Linked DNA regions of Mus musculus: regions 2, 3, 4 and 5 are each linked to region 1. A link is a contact called in public Hi-C, HiChIP or PLAC-seq and promoter capture Hi-C data. All regions are on one chromosome and are shown on one strand. Each heading gives the region's core, a stretch centred on a gene start, on an enhancer-like site or on the middle of the called end of the contact. The rest is flanking DNA. Distances are from core to core; before and after follow the strand shown.

The links. A called contact is a pair of places that touch in the nucleus more often than the background predicts. HiChIP or PLAC-seq counts read pairs in DNA pulled down with a chosen protein or histone mark. Capture Hi-C pulls out chosen DNA fragments and counts their contacts.
Region 2: a promoter capture Hi-C map of pancreatic islet shows a contact between it and region 1. The contact joins the promoter of Extl1 here to the promoter of Sh3bgrl3 in region 1. A contact is called at or near these places in 2 of 39 promoter capture datasets (the SN4741 cell line and stem cell-derived epiblast-like cells), 2 of 484 Hi-C or Micro-C datasets (the N1E-115 cell line and embryonic stem cells), 2 of 115 datasets of contacts at active chromatin or transcription factors (embryonic stem cells and kidney) and 2 of 9 other capture datasets (adipose tissue and pancreatic islet).
Region 3: a FOXA1 HiChIP or PLAC-seq map of pancreatic cancer cells shows a contact between it and region 1. The contact joins the enhancer-like site here to the promoter of Sh3bgrl3 in region 1. A contact is called at or near these places in 1 of 15 datasets of contacts at CTCF or cohesin (CD8 T cells), 5 of 484 Hi-C or Micro-C datasets (all in embryonic stem cells), 9 of 115 datasets of contacts at active chromatin or transcription factors (bone marrow-derived dendritic cells, effector CD8 T cells, embryonic stem cells and 3 more) and 3 of 9 other capture datasets (adipose tissue, liver and pancreatic islet).
Region 4: a contact with region 1 is called in a promoter capture Hi-C map of adipose tissue. The contact joins the promoter of Slc30a2 here to the promoter of Sh3bgrl3 in region 1. A contact is called at or near these places in 8 of 39 promoter capture datasets (the 3T3-L1 cell line, 3T3-L1-derived adipocytes, embryonic stem cells and 4 more), 2 of 484 Hi-C or Micro-C datasets (the G1E-ER4 cell line and the N1E-115 cell line), 4 of 115 datasets of contacts at active chromatin or transcription factors (bone marrow-derived dendritic cells, embryonic stem cells, forebrain and 1 more) and 2 of 9 other capture datasets (adipose tissue and pancreatic islet).
Region 5: a Hi-C map of B cells shows a contact between it and region 1, with 1.4 times the contacts expected there. The contact joins the enhancer-like site here to the promoter of Sh3bgrl3 in region 1. A contact is called at or near these places in 1 of 39 promoter capture datasets (the C10 cell line), 1 of 15 datasets of contacts at CTCF or cohesin (CD8 T cells), 6 of 484 Hi-C or Micro-C datasets (B cells, the N1E-115 cell line, embryonic stem cells and 2 more), 9 of 115 datasets of contacts at active chromatin or transcription factors (T-cell acute lymphoblastic leukemia, bone marrow-derived dendritic cells, effector CD8 T cells and 4 more) and 2 of 9 other capture datasets (adipose tissue and pancreatic islet).

Annotation. Positions count from the first base shown.
Region 1 is chr4:134,126,664-134,131,542 of GRCm38.p6, reverse strand. Sh3bgrl3 (SH3 domain binding glutamic acid-rich protein-like 3) reads left to right here and starts at 2,810. Exons shown (of 3, transcript NM_080559.2): 1 at 2,810-2,927; 2 at 3,458-3,625; 3 at 3,737-4,137. The coding sequence starts at 2,880. The coding sequence ends at 3,802. It overlaps Cep85 (centrosomal protein 85), which reads left to right. Exons shown (of 14, transcript NM_144527.3): 14 at 104-1,685. The coding sequence ends at 264. Ubxn11 (UBX domain protein 11) reads right to left here. Exons shown (of 15, transcript NM_026257.3): 15 at 4,763-4,879. The coding sequence ends at 4,786.
Region 2 is chr4:134,370,667-134,375,545 of GRCm38.p6, reverse strand. It overlaps Extl1 (exostosin-like glycosyltransferase 1), which reads left to right and starts at 2,999. Exons shown (of 11, transcript NM_019578.2): 1 at 2,999-4,588. The coding sequence starts at 3,828.
Region 3 is chr4:133,901,546-133,906,424 of GRCm38.p6, reverse strand. No RefSeq gene overlaps it. Among named protein-coding and RNA genes, the nearest start is that of Rps6ka1, 16 kb to the right of the region's middle. Within about 2 kb of position 1,919, at least 34 of the 459 cell types and tissues checked have an H3K27ac peak or open chromatin away from gene starts, as enhancers often do. A contact at or near this core is called in CD8 T cells, microglia and pancreatic cancer cells, where this site is marked.
Region 4 is chr4:134,340,166-134,345,044 of GRCm38.p6, reverse strand. Slc30a2 (solute carrier family 30 (zinc transporter), member 2) reads right to left here and starts at 1,999. Exons shown (of 8, transcript NM_001039677.2): 1 at 1,709-1,999; 2 at 829-1,037. The coding sequence starts at 1,758.
Region 5 is chr4:133,927,331-133,932,209 of GRCm38.p6, reverse strand. No RefSeq gene overlaps it. Among named protein-coding and RNA genes, the nearest start is that of Hmgn2, 38 kb to the left of the region's middle. Within about 2 kb of position 2,904, at least 100 of the 459 cell types and tissues checked have an H3K27ac peak or open chromatin away from gene starts, as enhancers often do. A contact at or near this core is called in B cells, CD8 T cells, the N1E-115 cell line and 6 more, where this site is marked.

The sequences.
Region 1 (4,879 bases), core at 1,561-4,060:
GCCCTAAGGTGATGCGCTTGCTGAACTGCTGTATTCTGCCCGTTCTTCGTGAATGTTTCAATCACCTCGTTTTCTGACACTCTTGAAACTCTCTCCTCCTCAGCCACCCAGCACCCAGGGACGCAGCTAGATCTACAAAAGCCAGATGTGATCAGGAGGAAACTAGAAGAGGTTCAACAGCTGCGCCATGACATTGAGGACTTAAGGACCAGCCTGTCAGACAGATATGCCCAGGACATGGGAGAAAACTGTGCCACACAGTGAGGAGTGCCAGGGAGGACTTAGGCTGCTGCTGCCTCGCCAGAAGGTTCCTTCCCTGAGAGTTCTGCCTTCAGCTGCTGCACCCAGAGGGGAGAGCCTGTATCTTGTCCCAGGGTTGTGAGAAGCCTGCCTGTTTTGCTGTTCTCTGGCTTTGCCTTATTGGGTTATGTTTTGCTTGTTATCTTAATTCACTCTTAAAGACTGAGTTACTAATTAACCTTTTTGCAGATTTCAACTGATAAAGTCCTCACAAGTTGTTCCCAGCTCTAACCTGGCATGAGAAGCAAACAGGCTGCTGGCCTCCCCTCCATCCTCCAGGACGGATCCATGTTCATTCCTATCCATACCTTGGTCCTACTGATGCTCTTTTAAGAGAGGCCTAAAGGGTAAAGTAGGAGTAGCAACCTTTTAAGAATTCTCAGGCCCCTTGTATCAGTCTTCTGAGAACTCAGCTGGCTTTCTGGGTTTTCTCAGGTACCTGTTTCCTCAGGGCTGTTGTTCCCACAGAGGCCTCAGGGTTATCCACCTCTCAGCAGAGCCCCTACTATGATCACTGACTTGGGGACCATGGCAGGGCTCCTCGGCCTGCCTGCTGGGCCATCTTTTACAGGAAACTCTTCCTAGCTACCCATTGTCTGTCCCTAGAACCTTGGGCATGTGGGCATGTGCTTGGGTCCGCTATGTCGTCTAGGAGTACAGACTCCTCTGTGGTTGCCTCGTGGTTCCCGGGTTGGACATGAGTTTCCCCCGTAAGAGCACAGGGTGGCTGTGGCTGCTCAGTCCTTCCTAAGGCTGGGCGCTGTCGCTGTCCTCTGAACTGTGCCTCTCATTTGGGGTTAGGAGGGTTCCCTTTTCCTGCTCTAACCTTGACAGTTCGGAGCACCTAAGATAAAAAAAAAGTGTTGAGTGTTTTCTGGTGTTTTGTGTTTCTCTAAGGCCTTTGAGCCTTAGCTTTCTGGTTTTTCTTGCCTCCCAATTTAGGGATCGTCTCAGTTGTATCTGGTTATTTGGCCAGCCCTCAACCTCCTCTAGTTTGGATCCAAGGGCCCTGTATGTATGAGGAGTAAAGTAGTTGTGGGGGTGCAGACAGGACTTCTGCTAAGCCTTGGGGCTGTTAACAGCACCATGGACCTCCAGGGCCTGAGGGGCCGCTTTGCCAGTGTTTTAACAAGTTTATGTTTTCTTATGGAGTGGCTTACCTTTCAGAGTAATCACACCCAGCTGACCATCCCCTCAGCCTCCGGGCTGCTGCCTCCTTAAAACAGAGCTTCCTGGTTGGTTTCCACCCTGTTATCGGGAGCCCAGCCTCCATGCTCACGGGTATTTTTCTTCGTAAAGTTTATAAAGTTATTTATATGACTCTTTGTTAAGTCGACTGGTTTGTATTGCCTATTTTGATTACAGAATAAAACATTTAACAAACACTCCGGTTTCCTAGTGCCTCCCAGCGTCCCCTGCCAGCCTGCCTGTGACTCTTTTGAAGTGAGTTTAGGCAGATCCAGTGTGGAGGCTCAGTCTTCCCACTTCTGCTCTGGGTGGCGACAGATTAGTCTCTGCCCACACTCCTGTGTTGCAGAGAGCAACCGCCGCCAGTTGTCACTACAAAGTTGCACACCTCTCAGAGGTCAGCAGCTTCTGGGTTTCTGTGGCTTTGAGGAAATGACTTCCCCAGAAGCAGACAGGCAGTTTGCCTCAGCAGGCAGCAGAATTGTGTTGTTCCTGCGCCATTATTTATGTAGCCCCAGGTCTACTCTTGGGGCCTATAGTGAACCTGACAGAGCTTGATCCACAGTTGGAATGGGTGCTGGACTCTCTTCCATCTCATTAGCTGAATTCTTAAAGTTCAAAGATGTGGGGTGTCATTTGCAATGTAAAGGTAGAGTTAAGTTGGGATCACCCCAAAAATAGCTGTGCCAAGGGCCAGTGCAAGCCAGGTTAAGTCGGGGCACCAGCCTTTGACTCCGCACACTAGCACGCTCGCTGTCCCGCAGCCTACTTCCTCCCCCTGGCTCCTGAAGGGTGTGAGCCGCTCCCCCACCCCCTCGCTTACAGCCACCACCCCTTTCTTGTCTGAGCCTGTTTGAGTGGAGAGGTGCTTTAGAGAAAATGTCCTGGCTGCACTGGCCCTCCCCGCCCTCCAGCGCCCCACCACAGCTTTCCCCCCGGCCCTTGCTGTCTAAGCTTGCGAACTGACCCGCCTTCCAAAGTTCCATACTGAGCTGTGCTATTAAGAGACCGGGAGACCTGGGTGGCACTGCTTTGGCCACTGAATGTACACAACCCGGGTAGACTGGGGAAAGCTTTTAACTGAACCGGTCCGCCTGCCTTCCCAGCTTTTTCTGCCTTTTAGCCGGTCCCCAGCATGGGGCTGAGGGGGAAGTGGGGGAGCCAAGTAGCTGCAGAGGACAGGGGTCCTCCCGGCTCCAGGCCACGGAGCAGGGCGGGGTCATGCAGGCCCCGCCTTACCCGCCTGCGCAGCTCATTGGTCCCGAGAGCAGTGACTCGCGGGCGGAGCAGGAAGGAAACCGCTCCCAAGCGCGGCGGCGGCAGCGTAGTTCCTAGCCGTGCAGCTGCCGCTCCCACCGTCCCTCAGTTGGTCTGTGTCCCCCGCCTGCAGCATGAGTGGCCTGCGCGTCTACAGCACGTCGGTCACCGGCTCCCGAGAAGTAAGTGTGTGCCTGGGCCGGCGCCCGGAGAGGGTGGGCCGTCTCTGTGCTCCGACCAGCGCCCGGGAGCCGCCCCCACGATGGAAGCAGTGAGGTGCGGGGTATGGCCTCCCAGGTCTGGTCCAAGGGCTGGGCCCAGCCTGAACCCCCGCACCAAGGGCCCCTCGGCATCCCCAGCGTGAGCTGCCCACGCTCATTCCCCCAGTATAGGGCCATCCATTCTCTTGCACCAACCCCCGACCGCTTTAATCCCGCTTCCTCTCCACTGTGCGGCTGTGGAGGAGGAGATGTGTCTTGTAGAGAGGGCCTGCCCCTCGCCGAGTCTAGCTTCCCTGTCATGCACAGAACTTGCCCGTCTTCTTTCTGAAACTCTAGTAGTTTACCTGTCTATCCTTGGACCCTTCCCATCCCTTAGTGGCCAGAACCTCCCCTCAGAGTGGGCAGGATAGAAGCTGTTGCTCACACCCGAAGGAATTCCTCCCACAAATCCTTCAGCTTGCCTGCCAACCCTGTCAATCCTCCGCCCCTAGATCAAGTCCCAGCAGAGTGAGGTGACCCGCATCCTAGATGGGAAGAGGATCCAATACCAGCTAGTGGACATCTCCCAGGACAACGCCCTTCGAGATGAGATGCGAACCTTGGCTGGCAACCCCAAAGCTACCCCACCTCAGATTGTCAACGGGAACCACTACTGTGGGGTATGGGGTTTGGGTTCTGGGAGGTGTTGGAGGACTGCAGCCAGGGTCAGACCTGGGCAAACAACTGGGGTGCCCTGCACCTCGACTCAGGTGACTGCCTCCCTTCCTCAGGACTATGAACTCTTCGTGGAGGCCGTGGAGCAGGACACACTGCAGGAGTTCCTGAAGCTGGCCTGAGTCAGGATGGCCACCGATCCTATCCAGCTAGCTCTTCACCAGGCCTTGTAACCAACTCCTTGTCGTCCTAATCTGCAAACCCAGACCCAGACCCTTTCCGCAGCCGCCTCCTCTTCCTCCAGAGGCAACATTCCTTATTCACCAACTAGTCTCAAAAGATTGTCTTAAGCCCTGACGATGGCTGTCCCCAGCCACACCTTGGGGCATCCTCTCTGCCTGGCCCTGTCTGATGAGCATTTCTGTTGCTTCCATCAGCCAGAGCTCTGCCAAAGGCCCCGCATCCCCATCCTAGGAGTGCCCTAGAGACAATTAAATGTCCATTCCTCTGGTGCTGACTGCTTGTGGTGTCCGGGTCCCTGCCTGGCAGAGGCAGATAGTTCTGGTGGTGTTTGGACTGTCCCAGGGCTGCCGCTGCGTGTGCGTGTGCATGTGTGTATGTGTGTGGAACACATGGCTGGCTGGCAGCACATGACCATGATGGCTGAGTCACCCTGTTTCCCATGTAGGTTCTGCTGTCTGCCTGCCTGCCTGCCTGAGGGTGGCTGCCCCCGGGCTGCCTCCCGTGTTGGAGCTGACTGATTCAGTGTAGGGGGGTGATGGGGGCGTGTACAGCTGCAGCAGTATTAGATTGGGTCCATGGGGGTAGTTGTGGCACTGGTTTTGTGCACACTCTGGAGAAAGTATCCATGTGAGCTTGTGGATCTACATGCATCTGGTTGTCTTCAGAGGCCTCGCCCCCATTGAGGCTCCCCTGACCCAGCTGAGACAGAGAATGTCAGCCCAGCTAGGGCTGGCCACTCCCTCCACTGGATTCACTTAGTACAACTTGGAGAACAGGAACCCAGGGGACAAAGAGTCAGTGGCTATGCCGGCTGGGGCTCCAGTTATAGGCCTGAGCATCTCTACCACCCCCTCCCTACAGTTACAGGCCTAACCCCTCTCTGGAGAGCCTTGTGAAGCTTATGTCAGGGGCGGCACTTTATTCAGGGCAGTGAGCCTGGGCGGGAGATGGGGTTCGACAGCAGGGCTCTGCGGGTCCGCAACAGCAGCGTTGCATTGGGAACCAGGCCTGCGGCC
Region 2 (4,879 bases), core at 1,750-4,249, 240 kb before region 1:
GAAGAGGGTGTGTGTGTGTGTGTGTGTGTGTGTGTGTGTGTGTGTGTATGTGATGTGTATGCTGGGAGTGTGTGTGTGTGTGTGTGTGTGTGTGTGTGTGTATGTGATGTGTATGCTGGGAGTGTGTGTGTGTGTGTATGGTCTCTGTGTGTATGTGTGTGTGTGTGGTGTGTATATGTATGTATGTGATATGTGCTGTGTGTATATACATGTATGTATGTTGCAATGCAAAGGAAGCACGCTTCCAGCATGAACCAGCCATGAGCCCAGGGTTGGGGGTAGGGTGGCAATCAGACAGGATGTCCCTCTTGTGTGACGAATCTTTTCTTGAGGGGGCGCTACACAATCATCTAATCACCCCGGACAGGGACACTGGAGTCTGTGTGTTGCTGGGAAAACAGGTCACAGGTCCACTCTCCTGCCCCTGCCCCCTGTGTCCCTTGCTGCCCCTGTGCTTGGAGCAATTTTCCCCTAGAAGCTCCGAGGGGCGCTTGATAGCAAGGCTACCTCAGGCCCCTGACGCCACCTTTCTTACTCTTCCCTGACACTACGGAAGATTTTCATTTCTGTCTTATGTTTCCTTCTGGGAGAGAAGCCTCCATTTTCAGTGAAGATGCTATCACTACCTGCTCCCCTCGGGGCCTGCCTGGCCCATGGGATAACGCTCACTAAATAATTGTGGAATGAGGGAGAAGGTGACCACTTCTTACTTCCTCATAGGGAGGGTGATTTTTCTCAAAAACGTATTTGGAAGCTGGGAGGATGGCTCAGTTGGTAGGGTGTAACGTGCACGCACGAGGCCCCGGGTTAGGTGTGACACCACATAAACCCAGGCTTGGTGGTGCCTGCCTACAATCACAGCATTGAGGAGGTCAAGACAAGGGGAGCAGACATTCAAGAGATTTCTTGACTACATAGCTAGTTCAAGGCCAGCAAACCAAACAAAAATGTAGCCAGGAGGCAGCTCAGTAGGGGAGCAGTTACCCAGCTTGGGGAAGTAGGAAGGTTCCATCCCAGTGCAGGCAAACCCCAAACAATGTTGCTTCCTTTCCAGTCCTAAGGTCAAGGTCACCCTCAGAGGCCTTCTCGGCCCCTGGGTTCAGCAGCCCCACTGTGTGCTGTCAGGTTCCCCCATCCATAGGCTCTCTAACAACAGGGGTAGAGGAGAGGGCCCATCTCACTCTGCACATTGCCTGTTTAGTGGTTAAAGGTATGGATGGTAGGCTGGAAGAATGGCTCAGAGCTCTTTTTTTTTTTTATACAGTGAACCCAGGTTTGGTTCCTAGAACCCACATGGCAGCTCGCAATTATCTCTAACTTCAGTTCCAGTGAATCTGATGCCCTCTTCTGGCCCCCCTAGGCACAGGGCATGCATACTGTAATACTGTAGACAGGCATGCACAGGCACACACACACACACACACACACACACACACACACACACACACACACACACAGAGGCAAACACTCATACACACCAAATAAAAATAAATATGTTTTTAAAATGAATGGCCAGGTATGGTAACATATACCTTTAATCCTAGCACAGGGGACACAGAGACACGCAAGATCAAGGCTAGCCTGGTTTATATAGTGTGTTCTTGGCTACATAGAGAAACACTGCCTCAGAATAAAAGAGAAGATGTATAGATAGATGGCTTAGGACCTGGCTAAGCCATGGGAATACAGGCAAAGTTACTCAAGTTCCCTGAGCCTCAACTTTCTCTTCTGTAAAATGGGAATGATAGTAATATCTCCTTTATAGTCATTTCCAGCGTGCTCAGGACATAGTCACCTACACTATTACTCTTATTCAGCATGGCACTTCCAGTGCCTCCCTGGGAACCTGGTCCAAGTTAGGATGCGAAGGATCTCTTAGATGATTGAACATGGATGTGGCCAGAGCAAGCTTGAGCCCCTGAAGGAGGGTCCTGGCTCTGACTCAGGAGTCTCAGCCGCTTCCTAGAGGAAGGGAACCTTCTGCCAATTCCAAGCCTGGTGGGATGGCAACAGCGCATGCCCACACCTGTCTCCTGCGTGAGAAAGCCTGCGGTTTGCCTGAGCAGCTGTCTATCACGGAGCGACCTACCTCTTACTGCAAGAGGCCAGATTCTTCTTGATCCCATTTTGAGGATGTTCCTGGGCACCTCACTGTGCCCTGCCCTCAGGCTGCTCACCAAGGAGGAGAGGCCAGCGGAAGGATACTTCCTTGTTGAAGGACACCCCACCAAGTGCTCTTGTAGGACCTACAATAGCAACCCTCCAAGGGAATGATGTTAATCCATTTTAAAGATGCAGGTAGACACTGCCCAGCTCCATTCAGTGGCCGAGGGGACAAGAAGAGGCCCCATCAGGCCAGGCTCTGAGTTCAAATCTTCACCTGGACACATCAAAGCTGGGTCACCTTAAGAAAGGCAATCCCTGCTCTGCGCTTCATTTTTCTCAATAGTAAAAAAGACAAAAGAGCTGGTGATGTAATTCAGTGATAGAATACTTGTCTAGTGTGCACAAAGCCTTGGGTTCTACTCCCAGTACCACAACATCAATTCTAAAAATAGACAATGATAATCGTAATAAAAGGGGGGGGGAAAGGCAGATAAACATCTACTTTGGATCACTGGTAAAGACCTTGGAGAGAAGCAAACTGTCAATCCACAGCCACCAGTGAGGTATGGTGCCCTCCTGACCATTATTAATCTTCCAGAGCCAGGCGTGATGGCAGGTAGCTGGCATTCGAGCACTCCGAGGTGAAGACAGATTGATCAGGGACTCAAAGTCCTTGGTTGCAAGGTGGGTTTGAAACCAACCGGGGCTACAGGAACATCCCCACCCCCCTCGTCTCAAAAAAAAAAAAAAAGGAAAAAGAAACGAAACGGTACCCCAGCGAAAGAGGTTGCAAGGGGTTAAGTGGAAACCCTGCCTCCTAGCCAGGAGCCAATCAGAGCTGGCGGGGGTGTGGCCAGGCTGCTGCTGCTGCGAAAGAGAGCTGGACCGACTTGATACCTTCTGGAGTGGGACCTGGAGCTGCCGGCTGGACCTGTGGGGCAGGAACAGGAATTTGGAGCGTAGGTCTTGCCCTCTGCCCTGTGACAGCTCCTAGCCGGAGGGTGCAGAGCAGCTGCCTGGGTTAGGGGCCATAGCCGAGGGGAAGAAGACCACACTCCGAACCTTCTCATTCCCCAGGCGGCGGGCATGGGATGCACTCCGGCTCCAACTTCAGCTGGCTCTGGTGGCCCACATGGACACAAGGTCTATTTATAGTTCTGCCACAGAAGGCCAGCCACCAAACACAGGGGTAGCCAGGGTTTTTTTCAAGAGCTTTTGGGGCAGAGGGAAGAGTGGGAGAGGACAGTCCTGCCTCCTTCTACATCATCCTTGGCCACCCCCTCCCGATACCCACTCCCCATGAACCCAGACAGTTCTCCATAGATAGCCTGCCCTTGGGTCAAGGGTAAGATCAGGGGTGCAGTCCTGAGCGCAAATGGACACGATCTTGTGGTCTGGACAAGGGTTGCATCAGCCCGAGCAGTGGCCCAGGGCAGAGGTCCCGATGAGAGGGCAAAGGGTGGCAAGGTTGTGTGAAGGTAGAGAAAGCAGTCGGAGAGTGGGAATGCAAATTTAGAAAGCCAGAGCCTCCTTGGACTTCCCACGAGGGGTCAATCCCACAGGTGGCCAATGGTTAGTCGAACTTAGCTAGGGGACCTGCCTTCAATGGTGAGAGCGCTGGACCAGAAGGCTGATTTCCAGCTCCCTCCTGCCTGGGGTCGCCTCCTCCACTTGCTACAGAAATTCCTCACTTCCTTCTAGTCCTAGCTGTTGGTGGCCACATGCTGTGGAGAAGAAAGTCCTTCTGGCTGGCGTTGTCAGCCTTCTGGCTCCTCCTCGTCCTCCTAGGAGTCTTCCCCCTTCGCCTGGCAGTGTTGCCCGGTCCTCTTCCAGGGCGCTCCCAAGGCTGGCCCCGCTGGCTGGATGCTGCCTTCTTACAGAGTTTCTCCCAGTCTGAGACGAACCCAGAAGATGTCGCACAGCTCCCTCGGGTCTCTCGGGGAAGCAGCTGCACCTGGGGAGCCTGCTTTGACACCTCCAAGTGTAGGGGAAAGGTCCTCAAGATCTTTGTGCACTCCCCGGCTGGTCCGACCTCTGAGGCTCAGCGCAGGATCCTGGATTCCTTGGAAGGCTCCCGCTACTCTGCACTCAGCCCAGCAGACGCTTGCCTTCTCCTTTTTCTCCCCAGCCAGGATCGTAGAGGAGCCTGCGGGCCCCTGCCTCCGAACTGGAACGGAGGCCGGAACCATCTGGTGTTGAGTCTCTACCCAGCCCCTTGCACCAGGCTGGGACAGGCGATGGTAGCTGAGGCCAGCCCCTCCTCGGACATCTTCCGACCGGGCTTCGATTTAGCGCTCCCGTATCTCCCCGAAGCTCACCCATTGCGAGGTGGGGCTCCCGGCAAGCTGCAGCAGCACAGTCCCCAACCTGGGGCCACCTTACTGGCGGTAGCAGAGGAGAAAGGCAGGTGGCGTATCACAAGCACCCACGCCTCAGCCTGCCTCTGGGACAGGCACTGTGAGCAAGACCCTGGACCCCAGCAGTAAGTAAACCTACCCTTGGGGAGCCGCTGAGTGGGAGGGAACTCCTGAGTGGGAGGCGGCTGGGACAGGAGCAGATCCAGAGGATGGAGTGAAGGGTTAAGATTGTCATCCTGTCCGACAAACTCTCAGCCGCAGTAGGAGAGAGAGGGTTAAGACAGCAGAGCAGATCTCCACCAAGCTGGAGTGATAAGTCTCCGAGGGTGTGAAAGGCAGATTTTTGGAATTCTCCCTTGGGGATCTTAGAAACATAGCAGGCTGCCTCCCCCTCCCACCTCCTCCATGCCTGGTAT
Region 3 (4,879 bases), core at 670-3,169, 220 kb after region 1:
CCGAGCCATCTCTCCAGCCCCTTAATTTTTTTTTTTTTATTTTTATACGTTTTCTTTTTAAAGATTTATTTATTTCATGTATGTGGGTACACTGTCGCTGTCTTCAGACACACCAGAAGAGGGCATCAGATCCCATTACAAGTAGTTGTGAGCCATCATGTGGTTGCTGAGAATTGAACTCAGGACCTCTGGAAGAGCAGTCAGTGCTCTTAACCACGGAGCCATCTCTCCAGGCCAACTTCCAACTTTTAGTTTGTTTTTTTGTTTGTTTGGTTGGTTGGTTGGTTGGTTAGTTGGTTGGTTTTGGTTTTTTGAGACAGGGTTTCCCTGGCTGTCCTGGAACTCACTCTGTAGACCAGGCTGGCCTCGAACTCAGAAATCCGCCTGCCTCTGCCTCCCAAGTGGTGGGATTAAAGGTGTGCGCCACCACTGCCCGGCCTACATTTAGTTTTAAAAACCTTTTTTCCTGTAGAAAATGTCTGGTGTCCTCAGCCTGTAATCCCAGCACCTCAGGTGTTGAGACAAGAGGGTTGCAAACCCAAGTCCAGCCTGGGCACAGAATGAGTTCGGAGGTCAGCCTTGGCATCTCAGTAGAACCCTGTCTTAAACTAAGAAGAGGCTGTCCAGCTCAGAGGGCAGTGTGCTCCTCTGCTGTCACAGGTCTTCACTGTCAATTTGACTGGCTTTAGAATCTCCTAGGAGACCCACCCATGGGTGTGTTTATGCGGGCATTTCCAGAGACCTTTCACTTAGGAGGGAAGACCCTCTTTGATGTAGTGACACAAAGGAAAAGAGAAGATAAAATGCTACCAGCATCATCTCTCCCCACCACTCCCCATCCCCCCACCTATGTCACCCCCATTGTCACTTGCTATGCCACCTATTCCCCCACCCCATCCCCTACCCATTCCACCCACAAACCCCACCTCCCCACACCACTCCCCCCACCACCAGAAACCCCCCACATCTCTACCCCCACGTCCCTCTCCTCCTTCCTCCCTCCTTCCTCCTCTGTCCACCACTTCCTCACTGCAGACACTGTGCAACCAGCTAGCTGCCCAGAGCTCTTCCGGCTGGCTGTACCCTTCAATCAGCATCTTGTGAACCATGAGCCAGCAGACGCTCGCTCGCCATTAAATTGCTTTTTGCTAGTTCCTCGGCCATGGGAATAAGATGTAACTAATCTAGAGTGCTTGAGGCCCTCAGCTCAGTACCCCGTGCTGGGAGAGAAAAATGTCAACATCCCATCACATTAAAGAAAACTTAATCATTTGCCTCTCACCTTCAATAAGTATGAACATTTTTGCAAAATTTTTTCCCCTTTTGGGACTAAAATCTCTACAGGTCTGCAAAAAGAAAAATCAAAAGATTTTCCCAACCTCCTACTTGTCTCCTCTTTTATTTTAAAAAGTATCATTAGTGCTAGCAATATTTCAGGGTCTCACATAGCCAAGTGCTCTTAACCACTGAGCCCTCTCCCCAGCCCTCCCCACCCACTTTTACACGAGAGCTCCAACAATCAATCTAACTCAGCTCCCCGAGCTTGCTCTACCAGCTGAGCCATCTCACTTTTTATTTGTTCCCAGTGCTCTTTACTTGTGGAAACACCGAGGATTTGTCCCATCAGAGTTGCCATACTGTAGAAAATTTGTTGTTTCCTAGAAGTGTAGTTAAACTTGCTCTTGTGCCTTAGATTTCCAGTAAACGAAAAGTCATTTCCAGAGACTTGGTTAGAGGGGTTTAATGTGTTTGGCAACAGTACTTCATCGGCCACCGTCATCTGCACTTCAAGTGCTGTTTGTCATTTGTTTTCCAGACAGGCTGGATGGATTCTAGCCTGGCCTCAGACTCCCCTTAGAGGAGAGGATGACCTTGTATTCCGATCCTCTCGCCTCCACCTGCTGAGGGCTGGGGTTGTAGGTGAACACCACCATTCCCATTTGATTCAGTACCAGGGATAGAAGCCAGGGCCTCCTGCGTGCTAAGCAGCACTGTGACATCTGAACTGAATCTCCAGCTCGGTACACCCAATATTACAGCAAATCTGAAGTGCGTAATGTTTTAGCTGACATATTCTATTAGCTGACTAATCTGAGGCCTTATTGATCTCTTCCTTATAGAAGTCTCCGTCGGCCTTTCCCCTATTGGCTTTGCCGTCCACTAATGAGTCATTATGTTGTTAGGCATTGCCAAATGGTGATTTTTCTTACTCACGTTGCACTCATTACCTGGATAATTCTTCCATAAAAATGAACTTGTCCTAAGTATTTTATTCTCATGAAATACAGTTTATACAAGACAGGAAATGCTTCCTTCTTCGTGGCCATTTTTGTTTGTTTGTTTGTTTGTTTGTTTGTTTTTGCTTTGAGACAGTTAATAGGTTTTTCTCCACCAACGAGATAAGCTAATTCAAGCCAAATAGAGAGTAAAAAGGCAGGTTTATTTGGGGGCAGCTCACGGGCAGGTTCATGGGTTCCAAGAAATGGGGCTAACGCAGGTGGTGAGCTGGGGGTAGATTCCTCTGGTCTTCGGTCAAGAGCTGGGGCAGAAGTTAGACAGATTCACCCTGAACTTCCCGTGAGGTTCTGGGAAGGTCACCCTACAGCTCTGCACCATGCCCAAGTGGAGGGCAGAGGTGTCGGGGTGGGGAGGGGGTGGTATGGCCAGTGGGTGAGGAGGTCCCCACCATGGTACTGCCATTGGATATGTTCAGGAAACAAAGTTAGCTTGTTCTGAGCTGGGAAAGTCCCTTTTTGAGTTCCCTTCACATCTGAGGGCACTGGCAATTGTCTATGTCACCGAGGGGCCATGGGAAGCCTGGCTTGGTGCCAGCTTTGTCACAAACCCACTGTGTACATTGTAAGCTTCTTCCTCTCTGGGATTTAAGAGTCTTCCGTTTGTAAGATGGCCTACGTGAAAGCACGAAGCTAGACACCCACCAGAGCATGAGTGAGTGAGGAGGTCAGGGACGGCATGGAGCACCTGTGACACAGTCATCTAAGGGAGGGGACTAGGCAGGACAAGGACCCGGGTGGCCGACTTCTGAGAGAGGCTAGAAAGCTTTAATTTAAAAACTAGTAAATACTAGTTAACAACACCTGTAGCCAAAGCAAGAACAAAGTATGCGTCTGGGGCCAGGTGTTATGACACAGGGCTTTAATCCTGGCACTCAAGGGGACAGAGGCAGGCAGATCTCTTAAGTTCAAGGGCAGCAGAGTCTACAGAGCAAGTTTCAGGCTAGCCAAGTCTACAGAGTGAGACTCCCCTCTCCTTTCTCAAAACAACAAAAAGAAAAACTAACAAGAGGGCTGGTGAGCTGGCTCAGGGGTTAAGAGCACTGACTGTTCTTCCAGAGATCATGAGTTCAAATCCCAGCAACCACATGGTGGCTCACAACCATCCTTAAATGAGAAACATAGGGGGCGGAGTGAGCACGGGCAGGGTTGGAGCGAAAGGGAATGGGGGGGGGAAGAGGCGGGGGGAGGGGGGAACTAACTAACAAGCTAAGACAGGGACCAAGTTCATTCTCTAGCCTTCTCCTCCAAAAATAGCTCTGGGATCTAAAGTAGGTGAACTTCCTGTGTTAGCTTTAAAGTTCAGGCCGGAGGCTGGAGAAATGGCTCAGTGGGTAAGAGCAGCTTCAACAGGACCAGATCTGGGCCCCAGCAGCCCTGTAAGCCAGCTCACAAGTGTCTTTAACTTCAGCTGTAGGGGATCTGATGCCCTCTTCTGGCCTCTGTAGCTACTGCATCAGTGAACAAACCCATACTCTCACACACACATACATAATTAAAAGAATACAAATTTGGGGGCTGGAGAGATGACTCGCTCTACCAGAGGATCAGAGTTCAATTCCCAGCACCCACATGGCAACTTATAAGTGTCTGTAACTCAAGTTCCAGAGAGGCAGGACACCAATGCACAAAAAAAGTAACTCTTGCAGGGCGTGGTGGCGCACACCTTTAATTCCAGCACTCAGGAGGCAGAGGCAGGTGAATTTCTGAGTTCGAGGCCAGCCTGGTCTACAAAGTGAGTTCCAGGACAGCCAGGGTTATACAGACGAACCCTGTCTCGGAAAACCAAAAAAAAAAAAAAAAGAAAGAAAAAGATTTATTTATTTATATGAGCTATGTTCAGATACACAAGAGGGCATCAGATCCCATTACAGATGGTTGTGAGCCATCAAATGGTTGCTGTGAATTGAACTCGGGACCTCTAGAAAAGCAGTCAGTGCTCTTGACCGCTGAGCCATCTCTTCTGCCCTCCCCTTGTCCCCACCTCACTTTTTAAAAATCAGTAATGTAAGCCGGGCGTGGTGGCGCACGCCTTTAATTCCAGCACTTGAGAGGCAGGTGGATTTCTGAGTTTGAGGCCAGCCTGGTCTACAGAGTGAGTTCCAGGACAGCCAGGACTATACAGAGAAACCCTGTCTCGAAAAACCAAAAAAATTAAAAATTAAAAAAAAATCAGTAATATAGTGGTCATTATGGCAAACGTTCTAGGATTTTGCAGTGGAGAAATTGTAGGAGAAATGCCAAGACTGGCATGAAGTTGGGTTTGGGGAACAAAACCTAAGGACATACCAAAATCTCAATAATCAAGACAGTATGTTAGGACAGGGGAAGAGTCTCAAACTGGTAAAATCCCAGAGGCCACGGGTTTGATCCCTTGCACTAAATAAACTGGACATAGCTCTGCATGCCTATAAAAGGCCTGATGTTTTAAATAATACTACCTATCTGTCTGTGTGTCTGTCTCTCTATAGCTTTTTGAGGCAGACTCTCTCTATGCAGCCCTGGCTGTCTTTCTGCACTGAAACTCAATAGGCCAGCCGTTTTCATTCGCACTCACAGAGCTCTGCCTGCCTCTGCCTCCAGAG
Region 4 (4,879 bases), core at 750-3,249, 210 kb before region 1:
GGCTGGGAGAACCTGGAGGCCTGGTTCACTTTGTTATGTTAAATATGCACCTCAGCTGTTTATCTCAGATCTTATTCACAGAAAATCAAGTTCACCTAGGGACAGGAAAGCAAAATAAGGGCCTCAGTAGGGGCTCTTCTTATCTCTTTTATTATTAACCTAAGTGTATGTCTTTTGCTTACATGTATGTATGTATACCATATGCCTGGTGCCCACAGAAGCCACAAGAGGGCATCCGACTCCCTGGGGCTAGATAGAGTAACAGATGACAGAGCCCTCACATAGGTGCGGGGAAGCAGGGCCAGGTCCCCTGGAAGAGCAGCCAGTGCTCTTAACTACAGAGCCATGCCAAGTGATTGCCTTAAAAAAAAAAAAAAAAATTAGCCCGGTGGTAGAGGCACATGAAAGGCAGAGACAGGCAGGTCTCTGAGTTCGAAGCCAGTCTGGTCTAAGGGAGTTATAACAGCCAGGGTTACACAGAGAAACCCTGTCTCGAAAAATAATAAACAAACGAACAAACAAACAAATAAATAATGGTGGTTGTGGTGTCACATATCGTTAATCCCAACACTCTAGAAGCAGAAACAGACAGATATGAGTTCTAGGCAAGCAAAGTGAAAGCTCAAAAAAAAAAAAATAGAAAGAAAGGAAGGAAGGAAGAAAGAAAGAAAAAAGAAAGAAGAAAAAGTAACCAATAAAACGGGTAGCTATTACTGCCATTAGCATTAATGTAAACATTCAGCCTATGTGCACAGCAACTTTCACTTAATTCACACACACACACACACACACACACACACACACACACACACACACACACGGCCTTACCAATGATTTCGCCAATCATGAACACCAGGCAGATGGCAGAGGCCACATAGAGTTTGCGTCGGGCCCTCTGCTTCTCGGGGTCAGGGTGACTTCCAGAATCCTTCTGGGCATGGCAATAATGGTTGCTCTGGACAGCCAGCTCAACCGCGGGCAGGTCCACAGGAGGGATCCGGCTAGCTTCACTCTTCCACAGAGATCCTAAGAAGGACCTGGAGGCAAGAGGAAGGACAGGAGACCGCTCAGCCGGAGACGGGGGAGGGGGCACTGGGCCAGTCTCTGGGAGTTATTGCTAGTCTGCTGTTTCCAGAACAAGTAAGAACACTCCGAACCCCGCGTTGGCTGGCGGGTAAGCAGAGGTATGCAGCCAATGTTACAGGGGGGTGGGTGTGGTATTGGGGAGGTGAGTCTTGGGACCTTGTTCTATGATGGTCCCCTGCTCCTCCACCCATTCCCAGGCTGAGAGCTTTGCGAACTAGCCAAAGGGCAGTCAGTCCGGTCGAGCTCAGAGAAAGAGCTCTGAGCAGAGTTCTGGCTCAAACAGCAGCTAAAGACCATAGCTCAGCGCACCCAAGGACACCGGGCCTCCCCACCTCAGGGCTGCCCGGGATCAAAGTGCTGGAGTGAAGGCGGGGTTCCAGGCACCCTACGTCCCACTCGGGCGTACAGGCAGGCAGCGTTCAGGAACTGTGTGCTTGGCCAGGTGAGACAGGTGATCCCTGAGGCTACGAGGCCGCCGCCAATTTCCTTTCTCTTGCCTCACCCCATCCCTCGGATCGGGTCCCAGTTCAAGCCCCCGCTCGGACCAACCACAGCCGAGATGGTCAAAGAGGAGGTACGTGTGATGCTGCCCAGCTTCCCGCCCCTTGGGGCTTGAACTTACCGGGCTCCGCGCGTGCTCTCCAGCAGGTTCTGCTTGTCCATAGTCTGCATGCCGCCTCTCTCGGTGCGCCCTCGAAGTTGCGCGCGGGACGATGGCAGCTCGCAGTCACCTTCCACCTTCCGCTCCGGCCCTGCCGCTGCGCCCCGCGCCCGCCCGCTTTATCCCCGGCCCTCCTCGCCACCTGGTGTGAAGCCGCCCGCCGCGCGTCGTGTGCAAAAGCCCGCGGGGAGGGGGGAGGGTGGCCGGCTGCAAAGGGAATTGCGGCTCTGCCCCCAGGACCTGACCCCTGCATCCCCGGAGCCCGAAGGAGCTGAGCCGGACTGCGACCTAAAGTTTTTGCCTGGAGCAAAGAGAAAAGCACTTGCTAAGAGTTGCCTAGAGTTGCTAAGTTAGGACTGGATGACCACAAAACCCACTCTTCCTGGAATCCTGTAGAAAAAAAAAAGCCTTGGAATCCAAGTTTCTAGAAAATCGGCCTGGCGTGGTGGCATACACATTTAAGGCCAGCAATGGGGAAGCTGAGTCAGGCAGATCTCTAGGTTCGAGGCCAGACTGGTCTACAGAGTAAGTTTCACGGCTACACAGAGTGTCTCAAAAAACAAAACCAACCAACAATAAACCCTCAGAAAAAGAAAAGAAAGAAAATCCTTCGATTGCCCTTAGGGTAGGGATGTGACTAGCAGCTTTGATGGGGGCTACTGCGGGGAAGAGAGACTTCCTGGAATTGGATTCTTGGTGCAAGGGAGTGACAGGGGGCTGGTGCTCTTGCCCCGTGGCTGCAGCCAGAGAGGATCTGCCTCCCCCTTGCTGGGGCGGTGCCCCACAATAGGGCTGTTGGAGTTACAGACCCATTTTGAAAGTTCCTCCTGCCTTGCACTCTCTGATTGCGATCTGGAGTGGCCAGATCGGCCGCTTTATCTCCGTCTCTACAAAGAACAGTGTCCTGTCTTTTTAACCGATGCTATCTGGGGAGAACAGACACACTGCAGGAGACTGTGTACCCCAGAAGCCCAGCAAATTCCTAAGAGATGATGTGGGACCTTCAACGGAGAAGACCACACCCCACACTTTTCTCTTCTCTTCTCTTCTCTTCTCTTCTCTTCTCTTCTCTTCTCTTCTCTTCTCTTCTCTTCTCTTCTCTTCTCTTCTCTCCTCTCCTCTCCTCTCCTCTCCTCTCCTCTCCTCTCCTCTCCTCTCCTCTCCTCTCCTCTCCTCTCCTCTCCTCTCCTCTCCTCTCCTCTCCTCTCCTCTCCTCTCCTCTCCTCTCCTCTCTTCTCTTCTTTCCTTTCTTTTCTTTCTTTTCCTTCCCTGAGACAAGGTTCTCTGTGTAGCCCTGGCTGTCCTGGAACTGGCCATGCTCTGTAGACCAGGCTAGCCTCGAACTTAGAGTAGAGATCTACCTGTTTCTGCCTCTCCAGTGTTGGGATTAAAGGCATGTGCCACTATACCCAGCTTGCCCTATGTATTCCAAACAGTCTATTTTTGGGGGGATTGGGCTCTGCGATTCACTCTCCCCCCACAGCTCAGTGCTGATAGATATCTCCTTCCGGTTGATGATCTCTGTACTCAGTCACTCCATCTCCTAGATTCTTCATGACCTCAGCTTGGAAAGTATAACTGGGGGTGTAGTTTGTGGATTGAGCAGTCATGCACAAAGCCTTGGAGCCTATCCAGTGCCCAGTGCGGGAGAAGGAAGTGTGAGACCCCGACTTAAAGCGTTTCTCCCTGAACGGTAAAGCCCCTAAACGTTCCCCCAAGCTTGTTTTCCCTGATCTCTAAAAATACAGCCAGAAAGAAGCTCTTTGTTCTCTATAGCCAGCAAAAAGCCTTTTTGTTTCTAAACCTTACAACCAGAGATGTGATCATTGTAAAAAGATCTAACCAGGCCCTTGCCTGGCTCCCTGTGCCAAGGACACGGAGATAAACTCCACAAAGAAGAGCTACAACTCACTCCCCACTCCTCATGCCTTGTAATTTTACCAAGGACACCTGCCAGAGAAGAGCTGTAGCCAAACTCCTCCCAACTTCTCACTTTTTCCTTTAAAAGCCCCCTACTGTTACCCCTTGGGGTCGAACTCCCCTGCCCTGCACAGCTGCAAAAGGAGTTCGTTCTCAGCTAGCTGACAACAAAGCCTCTTGCAGTTTTGCATCAGGTGTGGTTTTCTCTCGAGTTATTGGGGTGCCAGCTCATCCCGGGACTTGAGCGGAGGTCTCCCCAGTTTCGGGGGTCTTACAGAAGGAAAGGCCATGTGTATCACTACGGCCATGGTTAGCCCAGGCTAGAAATGACCACGTCTAGCCCAGGCTAGAAATGAGACTGTAAACCTCAGAGGAAAGACTGGTCTGGACATGACGGGACTGGGGTAGCATGCAGACTCGAGTTCCAGCCTCAGCACCATATTAACCAGTGGAATGGCATATGCTTGTAGTCCCACCTCTGCAGAGATGGAGGGGAAAAGGGATCAGAAGTTCAAGGTCCCCTTTGGCTTTATGGCTACTTTGAGGCCAGCCTGGGGTACTTACGACTTGCAGGCCCTGTCTCAAAAAGACAAACAATAATGAAAAGAAACCCATACCAAATCCTCTCAGTTAGAGAAGTGGGAACAGAAGAAACAAGTATTTCTGGGTGCATAAGCCTGGAATTCAGCTGATGGGGGAGCAGGGACAAGAACTCTCCTCCCCTGGTGTGATGGTTTGTACTAAAACCATAAGGAAGACACCTGGTCAGCTTGGTTCAGGACTGAGTACCTAGGTGGGCATTTAACACCTATGAAGTTAAATTGAAACACACAGGAGACCCTGACAAGGTCACACGGGCTTGCAATCCAACAGTTTAGGAGCCTTGGGCAAAAGGCTAGCCTGGGCAATTTACTGGGACCCTGTTCCAAAGTGAAAAAGGACTGGGGTGTGAGCTTGGTGGTAGAGGACCCCGACTAGGCACAAAGTCCTTAGTCCAGTCCCTGGTCCTGTAAACATGAATTAGGTGAGAGGCAGCAAGTGCTGTTTGAGGGAGTCTCTATAGAATAACCACAGATTGCTGTCATATCTTACTTAGGGAGAAAGATTGTGACAGTGTGCTGGACGTGGTGGCGCACGCCTTTAATCCCAGCACTCGGGAGGCAGAGGCAGGCGGATTTCTGAGTTCGAGGCCAGCCTGGTCTACAAAATGAG
Region 5 (4,879 bases), core at 1,655-4,154, 200 kb after region 1:
GAACAAGGTGTTAGGCAAAGAATGAGGCTTTCTTAGGAAAACCAGGGAAGATGGAGAACTCTTGTGCTAATTTAGGAGAGATTAGATGATTGGTTTCCAGACTGGTGGGCACCTTCTCTCAGCGGGTGGGCCAGATGTGCACCTTGGATCCTTATCACCTCATGCCTGGCAGGCCTGCAGGTCTCTGGAACAAAGACTGTGATGGCCTGAAGCCATTTCTGGTTAGTGATTAGTTTTCCCACAAGCAGTTCCTGACTGCTTCACAAAGTACAGGCCAGAGGGGCAGCTGCGGGGAGGCCTGGCTGAGGTCTCCAAACTCACATCAATGAAGGCAAAGACTACATACTATTGTCAGGATGGAAGACAAGGGTCAGAGGCGGGCTGCTTCTCCTCTTGCCTGCAAAAAGGTGAGTCCCTAAAACATTAGAGACTTCACTACTTCTGAGCTGTGGATCGGTCTCTCTTCTTTGATCTACTCAAAACAGCCCCTCTCTGGATCCTCCTAACAAAACGGTAGTGAGTTAAATAGACTTGATGGGCAGCTGCCACCGCCAGATGCCGCCTCTAGCTTCAGCCAAAGGAGAAGAGGACCTCTATAACTATGACTGTTAAAAATGTGGACAGCCCGGGGGCCCTACTGACCACACAAAAAAAAAAAAAAAAAAAAAAAAGTCGCAGCACAGCGCCCTCTACTGGACGGGAATAAATCTCATCGTTACCAGCCTGGGACTGTGGAACTCTGAAATTCTGAAATTAAACCCCTTCATGTATCTGGTGCAGGGTTCAGGGGACTGGAGAGGTGGTTCGGCTTTTAACAGAACTGGCTGTTTTTCTGGAGGACTGGGGTTCGATTCCCAAAACCCACAAGGCAGCTCAGACTGATCTGTAACTCCAGTTCAGGACTTTTGATACCAGCATACAGACATACATGCAGAAAAAACACTAATGGACATCATATAAAAATATATTATACATACATACATACATACATACATACATACATACATACATACACACACACACACACACACACACACACACACATCCTATTCAAGATCCATGAATCCAAAGTGCTTTACAGGAGGCAAGTGAGGCCTGGTTGGCAGGCCTTTTGAAGATAACAACTGTGTGTTTCCCATGCCAAGTATGTAACAATCATGCCAAAAGATACCCAGCTAGCACACTGCACTTACTGGGAAAGGGCCTAAGAATCTACTCTAACAGGAAACATTTCATTCTTAAAAAAACAAAACAAAACAAAAAACTGATTTTATTATATATGTATTTTTAAAGTGTGTGTGTGTGTGTATATGTGTGTGTATATGTGTATATGTGTGCGTTTGTGTGTGAATGTGTGTGTGTGTGGTCTCCTGTGTGCACATGGATGCCATCATCAGACCCTGGAGCTGAAGCTGAGGCAGTTGTGAGCCACCATATAGAAAGAATAGCAAGTTCTCAGGCCTGGCGTGGTGGTGCACACCTTTAATCCCAGCACTTGGCAGGCAGATTTCTGAGTTCGAGGCCAGCCTGGTCTACAGAGTGAGTTCCAGGACAGCCAGGGCTACACAGAAAAACCCTGTCTCAAAAAAAAAAAAAAAAAAAAAAAAGAATAGCAAGTTCTCTTGGCCACTAATTACCCCTGGACTGTCTCAGACCCATCAGCTCCCGAATAATGACACGGAGACTTCGTACTGTTATTTATGAGAGCTTAGACACTATAGCTAGGCATCTTCCTGCTAGCTCCAACCCGACTAGTTCCAGTTCACAACCACAGGGCCCATTCCCTCTCATTATCACTACATGTCTCTATCTCGAATCCTACCCCCGATCGATTCTTCCCACAATTCCTCCCTCTACCCAGAAGTCCTGCCTTTTCTTTCCTGCTTCAGCTATTGGCTATCAGAACTAATCAGAAGGTTATGGAGATGATGTCTACAAAATATTGAGACAGGTGATGACCCATAAAAGTAATGCCCAAGTATGGCCAGTACTTAACTCTCTGGGGGACAGAAATCAACGTTTGATTAATACATAGACACCCTTTACACAGAGTGCAAAATGATTATCCTGACAACTAAGCCTTCGATCCAGCCCAAAATTTCGTGCTTAATATTTTCCTGTCTTTTGTACCCATTATATTCCGTAGGGTCCAAACTACAAGTAGCAAAGTGAGGACAGAAATCAGGAATTGATAGATGTGTGAAATTTAAATAATGAAAAGGTCAAAAGTGTCTCAGCAAAGTTTCGGGGTTTTTTTGTGTTTTTGTTTTGGTTTTGGTTGGTTTTTTCGAGACAGGATTTCTGTGTAGCCCTGGCTGTCCTCAAACTCACTTTGAAGACCAGGCTGGCCTCGAACTCAGAAATCCACCTGCCTTTGCCTCCCAAGTGCTGGGATTAAAGGCGTGTGCCACCATGCCCGGTGCAAACAGTTTTAACAATCGACTCTATAGTGATTAATCTGTAAATATTATTAGAAATTTTGAAAAATAAATGCATTTCTTTCTCTTTTGACAGGGAGTCATTTAGCTCAAACTGACTTTGAACTCCCGACTCTCCTGCAGTATTAATTCCAAATGCAGGAGCTGGAGCAGAGGCCATAGAGGGACGCTGCTTACTGGCTTGCTGTCAGTGGCTTGCTCAGCCTGCTTCTTTAGAGACTTCAGGACTCAGGCCAAGGATGGCACCACCCACAACGGGCTGGGCCCTTCCCCATCAATCACTAACTAAGGAAACTCCACGGGCTTGCCCGCAGCCCGATCTATGAAGGCATTTTCCTGACTCTCTCATTTCAGATGACTCCAGCTTCTGTCAAGTTGGCATAAAACTGGCCAGCACAGCTTTAATCTTTGGGATTTCCTGAATTGTTCTACATACAAGTACAGGGTGTCTGTCTTCTATGCTTTTCCTGTAAACTAACCGGGAAAATCTATTAAAGCATAAAACAAATAGAGGGTGTGGTTGTCTACAGGAGAAGCATCACCGTGGGCTCGGGTAACTGAACCGGGGTCTCCGGTGAGTGGTGCTGCCCCAGGCGGTTGTGGGACCTTTGGGAGGAGTGGTCTTTGCAGGGGGAAGAACTTCATCCGGGCCTTTGAGAGGTTGTAACCCCACTTCCTCTTAGCCCCCTCTGCTTCCCACGTGAGGAGTAAAGTGATCTCTGACCTTCCTGCTCTAACTGCCATTTGCTACACTCCACAGGACTCTCTCTCTCTCTGTAATTGTAAGGCCGACTGAACACTTCCTAAAGTTTGCTTTTGGTCACAGCGGTTTTATACAGCAACAGAAAAGCAACTAATACAGACGGCGTGGGACCCTGGAATTCAAAGAACAAAAACCACCAAAGCCATAGCATCTTTATGATGGCCTCCACCGTTTCCTGTCATTGCCCATCACAGACAGGCTTATCCCATTATGACGTCATGTGTCCCTTCCTTCTGGGACTGCAGCTCAGTGGGAGGGGTTCTTGCCTGGCACACAGCTTGTCACACTTTGGTTCCCAGTGCTGCTGAAAGTGAGGAAACCATATCGAGTTTCTCTTTTCACCAGGCAATGGTGGCGCACACCTTTGATTCCAGCATTCAGGAGGAAGCCAGCAGATCTCTCTGAGTTTGAGGCCAGCCTGCTCTAAAGAGTGAGTTCCATGGGACTGGAGAGATGGCTCAGCGGTTAAGAGCAGGGACTACTCTTCCAGAGGTCCTGAGTTCAAATTTCTGTAACCACATGGTGGCTCACAACCATGTGTAATGATGTCTGACGCCCTCTTCTGGTGTGTCTGAAGACAGCTACAGTGTACTTAGATATAATGATAAATCTTTACAAATAAATAAACAAATAGTGTTCCTATCTCCAACCTGGAAAAGCTTGCCCTTACTAATTTATTATCAGCCCTAAACTACAGTGGCTGGTCCCACTTGGCCCCTGTCAAACATCAATGGCCACCCCCTGTAGTAGTAGTGGCCACAGGCCCCAGCTCCCCCTCCCCCAGCCCTTGCCTCGGAGACCACATGGTTTCTGTGTTCTTCCCCTCAAAAACATGGCAGAAAACCTCTCTCCTTTTCCTCCTGGCACCCAGAAGTCCCGCCTATAACTTCCACCCAGCAATTGGCCTCCGACTTTCTTTACTGGCAAATCAAGAACTAATTGTAGAACAAGACCTTAGCATCAGAACTGCCCTCTTCTTTTCTTTTCTTTTCTTTTCTTTTCTTTTCTTTTCTTTTCTTTTCTTTTCTTTTCTTTTCTTTTCTTTTCTTTTCTTTTCTTTTCTTTTCTTTTCTTTTCTTTTCTTTTCTTTCCTTCTCTTTTCTTTTCTTTTTTTTTCTTTCCTTTCCTTTCCTTTACTTTCCTTTTCTTTTTTTTTTTTCTTTTTTTTTTTTTGAGACAGGGTTACTCTGTGTAGCCCTGGCTGTCCTGGGAACTCACTTTGTAGACCAGGCTGGCCTCGAACTCAGAATCCACCTGCCTCTGCCTCCCAAGTGCTGGGATTAAAGGCGTGCACCACCACGCCCAATTTAGAACTGTCCTTTTCAAGGTCTTGAGTTCGGGTCCTAAGAACCTAGGGAAGCCTGTGTACTAGCATTGCACCCCTAACTTCAGCTTGCTTATGTAGTAGCACTGCACCCCTAATCTCAGCTTGCCCAACAAAACATTGGAGGCAGAGACTACAGACTCCCTGGAAGCTCCAAAGCCAGCCAGCCTGTTCTACAGGAAGTGATCATCAGTATAAGGCCCTCCCTCTAACATACACAAGTTGTCTTCTGACCCCTGAGCTTATTCATGGACATGCACACATGAACACGTATGAACACTCACACATATAAAAAACGTACACACGTATATGTGTCATACACACATAAAAAACATTACTTGTATACTAACTTTT